Linked DNA regions of Sus scrofa: region 1 is linked to region 2. The links are chromatin contacts, called in public HiChIP or PLAC-seq maps. All regions are on one chromosome and are shown on one strand. Each heading gives the region's core, a stretch centred on a gene start, on an enhancer-like site or on the middle of the called end of the contact. The rest is flanking DNA. Distances are from core to core; before and after follow the strand shown.

What was found. HiChIP or PLAC-seq counts read pairs in DNA pulled down with a chosen protein or histone mark.
Region 1: a contact with region 2 is called in an H3K27ac HiChIP or PLAC-seq map of alveolar macrophages. The contact joins two enhancer-like sites. A contact is called at or near these places in 1 of 47 Hi-C or Micro-C datasets (embryonic fibroblasts) and 1 of 2 datasets of contacts at active chromatin or transcription factors (alveolar macrophages).

The regions. Positions count from the first base shown.
Region 1 is chr5:103,226,625-103,229,324 of Sscrofa11.1, reverse strand. All of the region lies in intron 5 of NAV3 (neuron navigator 3), which reads left to right. Among named protein-coding and RNA genes, the nearest start is that of NAV3, 640 kb to the left of the region's middle. Within about 2 kb of position 1,409, at least 9 of the 83 cell types and tissues checked have an H3K27ac peak or open chromatin away from gene starts, as enhancers often do. A contact at or near this core is called in alveolar macrophages, where this site is marked.
Region 2 is chr5:103,056,268-103,058,967 of Sscrofa11.1, reverse strand. The region is part of intron 24 of NAV3 (neuron navigator 3); the gene reads left to right. Among named protein-coding and RNA genes, the nearest start is that of SYT1, 660 kb to the right of the region's middle. Within about 2 kb of position 1,442, at least 2 of the 83 cell types and tissues checked have an H3K27ac peak or open chromatin away from gene starts, as enhancers often do. A contact at or near this core is called in alveolar macrophages, where this site is marked.

The DNA of each region.
Region 1 (2,700 bases), core at 160-2,659, 170 kb before region 2:
ATTGTTCTGATAAACAGTTTATTCAATTATGTTTATATTTAATACATCCATTTTAAAAAGTATTGTTCGTTATTCTTATGTTTTGATGAACCAGTCCCTGTACAGCCGGGCATAGTCCCTGAATCCCATGTGGCTTAGTGAAAAACAATATTGCTCTAATGATCTTGCATGTATTACCCAAGAGCGTGAAGTTCATTCTCATTGCTGACTGAGAAGTTCAAATGTGACCTTTAAACAAATAGAGATTCAGCCCCCACTGTGTGCCAAGAATTTTGCCAGATGTGCAACTGAGATCTAGTGATGCTTTAATCTTTCAAACCACCCACCGTCTAATTGAGGACCCAGGCGTTTAAACACGTGGTTCGGGAAGGTGTGGTAGCTAAAGCCTGTGGAAAGGCACTGATGAAGAAAATGCCATTTCACCTTCAGGAAGCTGCCACGTTTTTGGCCAAGGAGAAATTAAAATAGGCATGTGTTCTCGGTATCCATTGATGTTTAAAAGACATGGCACTAAACCATCCTACTTTTCTTATCCTCGTGGGTTTTGTGAGCTCAGGAGCCACACTGGCACAGCAGGAATGGCCTATCTCTATACCGCTGTGTCCAGGAACTCCACGGGGAAGCGGCCGTGGTGGAGTGTCCCAGATCTCTGGCCGGCAAGACATCTGTGGTGGTAGAATCCACTTCCAAGATGACCTCTTCACCCACCCGTCTGGCAGCTTAGCTGGCACAGGGACCACATATGTCCTCCCTGGCATCGTAGTCTCGGGGGTATTGCGCTTCTGATGTGATGACCCATTGGTTGAAAGAGTGACCAAGCCCACCCAGCTTCAAAGGGAGGGTGAGCGGGCCAAAGGTCTCACCTCCTAATGAGAGGAGCCCCACAGAACTCATTATAGCTCTGAGTTTTGACTGGCACAGGATATGGTAAAAGACAGGCAGGAGAAGTAGGCAGAATCCAATTTATGGGGCTCCGGAGGCACCATTTAAGATCTGGGAGTTCTTTCCTGAAGGTGAAGGACGTTGTTTGGGGAACTTTATTAGCAGAGGAAGAACGGTGCTATTTGCTGTTTATAACTTAGGAACATGGCCTTGGTGACAAGGTGGAGAAAAGCTGTGCTCTGGGGAGAGGAGAGGGAGGGGCACAGCAGCTCCACAGGCGGGAGAGGGAACAGTTTCAGGTTAATAGGCAGGAGGATGGGCCTGAGGAAGACGGACTTGGGGACTGCTGGAGGTTAGGGCCGGAGAAGTCACCACCTCTCTAGTTTTGTGGGCTTCTGAGTGGTGATGCATTTCAGTAGGGGACCATCGTGCCGCTGTGGTGAGAAGAGGGAGGAGGGGCAGAGGAGGACGCTCAGCCCTGGCCTTCCCGAGTTTGCTGTTCCACTGGGACTTCCAGAGCGCGGTGTCCAGTATGAGGCTCTGGAGCCCAGGAGAGTGGTCGGGGCCAGACATGAGGACGTGGGAACACTGGCTTAGCCGTGCTTTACTGACTGAAGCAGGAGAAATGGAGGCAGTGACTCAAGAAGAGGTTATAAACTAGGGCAGAAAGGGGGCTCAAAACAAAACTCGAGGCCACAAATACTTATGGGTAAAGTGAACAAACAAGAAATGTTCCTTTGTTTATTTTGCAATACATTCAGAGCTGTGGGGGCCTGTTTGCTCCCTTCTTAAAGGCGAATTGTTTCTTTGTTGTTGTTGAGAACTTCCTCATTTTCTGAGACAGTTCCTCCTCGTCTTTCAAATTAGTTGTGAAATCTAGAGTATAAATCTAGCACAAACCTGGTTAATATTAAAGCATATATAGTATATATAACATAAGGTATCAAAACTGCATTTTCAGGAGTTCCCGTCGTGGCTCAGTGGTTAACGAACCGGGCTAGCAACCATGAGGACGCAGGTTCGATCCCTGGCATCACTCAGTGGGTTAAGGATCCTGCGTTGCTGTGGCTGTGGCATAGGCCGGCAGCTACAGCTCCCATTAGACCCCTAGCCTGGGAACCTCCATATGCCACGGATGTGGCCTGAAAAGACAAAAGACAAAAAAAAAAAAAAAAAGAAAAGAAAAAAAACCCTGCATTTTCATCTACTGACTATGGCACCAAACAAAATGCCTGTTAGATTCCGTGTTTGAGATGCTCTGGGACTGTGCATCGTGCTGAGAATTGTAGGTTCCGGAAGGCTCGTCCTCTGCATATATATTGTTTTGGGAATGGTGGTTGTTGGATGTCCTGTCGGGGCAATTTCTAATGATTCTTCATAAGATTAAGACCCGTAGGGCTTGAGGTTGTTGAATTTAGGAAATAAGAAGAGTGAACAGAGACGGGGGAGGTTTGAGGCAGAATTAAGCAACCAAGGTAATTGTGAACCAGAAGACAGAAGCCGAGGTAAAAATTCAGACGGTGTCCTGAGATGCCTGGTGTGGGTCTTAGCGGAGGAAGGGAGGAGCTTCAGAAGTGAGAGCTGGGAACCAAAGGCGGTGGTGCGGAGACTGCCGAGCACGGAAGTGCACGGCACCTGTGGGACTTAGGGATGAACAAAGGTGGAGTTCCCGTCACGGCTCAGTGGTGAACGAACCTGAACAGGACCCATGAGGATGCAAGTTCGATCCCTGACCTTGCTCATGGGTTAAGGATCTGGCATTGCAATGAACTGCGGGTAGGTCGCAGACCTGGCTCCGACCCTGTGTTGCTGTGGCCG
Region 2 (2,700 bases), core at 193-2,692:
CTATGGGCACAGCACTCCACCCCCCTCTAAAGAAAACCAAAAAAAAAAAAAAAAAAAAGAAAAAATGAAGCCCTCCCAAGGAACTTAAAAAAAAAAAAAAAAAGAGCTTTAAAAATTAAAATTAAAAAAATCTTACTGTGAAGTTCCCGTTGCGGCTCAGTGGTTAAAGAATCTGACTAGTATCCATGAGGACGTGGGTTTGATCCCTGGCCTCAGTCAGTGGGTTAAGGATCCAGCGTTGCCATGAGCTGTGGCATGGGTCGCAGATGCAGCTCAGATCCCGTGTTGCTATGGCTGTGGCGTAGGCCAGCAGCTGCAGTTCCAATTTGACCCCTAGCCTGGGAACCTCCATATGTTATGGCAGTGGCTCTAAAAAGACAAAAAAAAAAAAGTCTTACTCTATTTGTCATGGAAATAGCATTCGCTACTGAGGCCCATTCCATTATACTTCAAACATTCACTTCCTTTAATGCTCAGGACATCTAGCATTCTTAGTTTTTCTTGTGCTCCTTTGAAATCTCTTTCAAGGTTTCTCTTGTGGGGTCACTCATTTGTATACATTTGTAAAACACTGGTGTTTCTTAGAACCAAGGCCTGAACTTTCTTCTGTTGTGGTTTTATACATTATGATTCTCTTCATCGCAGCTAAAATTCTGTACAAGCTCATCTAGTACTCTAGCTATAATTACTATTCATGTGTTGATAACTGTCAAATATATCTCTCCAGGCCAGGTTTATCTTGTGAGTTACAGGTCGGTCCATCCCGCTGCCAAAAAGAGAATTCCATTAGATTATCTTTGGATGTCTCTTTGTTAACGTCTCCAAATTTGACGTGTCTTCTTCCTTCTTAGACCTGCTTTGCCTTCCGTGCTCCTTGCCTCAGTAAACGGCATCACCATCCTTCCACGCAACCAGAAATCTCCCCAGTCAGTAAATCGCCAAGTTCTGTAGATTCTACCCCGTAAAAATCTCTGGCTACCTTTTCTCTGATCCTGCTGTCAACTCTCCCTCATCTTTCCCCTGACCTATGACCACAACCTCCTGACGAGCCTTCCTCCTCTTTATCTCTCACGTCTTCGTGATACTCTTCATACTGAGACCAGAGCAATTGTCTAGCAACCTGTCTGCCTAACAGGTATCCCATGGCCTTTAGGTGAAATGCACACTCCCTAACATGTCATAATTTCTCTTTGCTCTGTTCATTCCACAGCTATTTATTGATTACTATTTATGTGTTAGGCACTGTTCCAGACCTTCTGTCCTTTTGGCCATAAATGTGGTGTATTTCATATTTCAGTTGCCCTGAACCTCCTCCGGCTCTTCAAAAGTTCTTTATATATTCTCTTTATTCTACTTGGAAATTTCTACCCTGTTTGTTGAGCATAAAAGCTTTTTGAAATCTTGCAACAGTTAGCCTAACCATGCCTCCTTGACTCATCAGCTCTACGAAGTCCCTTGGTGATATATTCCTGGAAATAACTGTACTTCCTCTATCAAAATTTGCATTATACTTTGGTGCCTTAATTTATCTATGGTCTGCCTTTCCTGGTTGAGGGTAGAGTGGTTTGTTTTCCTAGTCCTTAATCCTGGCCATAATGTTGCCGTGCACATCAAAGGGGCTTATTCAAATTTTATAGAAAAGAATAATATAAATTTTAAAAACTTGAAATTTAAATTTTTAAGAAAGTGATTTACAAAAGTGAGATATACTTAAATTGAAGGACAAACTGGTTCTCTTGGGGCTACTTCTGTTAAGAATTTAGCAACTTTCCATGTGGGGGAGTTAATTTATATGCAGCATGGAAAATTACTGAATATTTAAAGCTTATCTTAGAGCTATAATAAAGCAGCTTATGTTCTAAATCTTCATGTCGTAAATAGGTCCAGAAGGGATTTAAAAAGGCTTAATCCTTTCTTTACCACAGTACAAGCCACTGAAGTAAAACTTCCTGGAAAGGTTCCTTTTATCTCAGGCAACAGGTAGTTTTTTTTACTATCTTTACTGGAGTTGAAAAAGAAGAATTCCTTTGCTCAGAAATGTGGGAAGAGTGCCTAAAATAAACAAAATGACAACAGTTAATATTCAAATTGGGCAAGAAAGATTTAAAAAATTGTATAAAGTTTAAAAGTAACAAAAAAAGTTATCGAGAGTTGAGTATATATAGGATATTCAGGTTGTGTTCCTGTAGTGTTAAAACTCAGTATTGCACTAAGGGAATAATAATAATAATTTTATTCAACGAGTTCCTATTGATTACCTACCACATGCAATACTCTGTACAAATCCCTGGGTATATAGTGGTAAACAAACCAGGCAGTCTCCATTAAACTTTTAATCTAAAGGGAGAGAAGAAATAAAGAATGTTTGTGGTCGTTGGTGTAGCCGAATGTGCATATAAAATCGTCACAAGTTCCAAAATGGACAAGAAAAGGTACCATAGAGAATGAGGTTACCAGGGAACCTACCCCAGTTGCATAGTCAAGAAAGGCCTCTACCAGATGGCAGCGCATAGGGGGAGGCCCAGAGACTAATTATCAAGCCATATAGCAAATGTTGAGAGAAGAGCGTTCTAGCAGAACTTGAGACAGAAAAGAGAAAGCGCCTTTTATGGAACCAGCATAAGGAAGATGATGACCAAAGATAAGACAGGTAGAACCGGGCTGGAGAGATAAACACTGACCAGCTTGCTGAGGGACCTT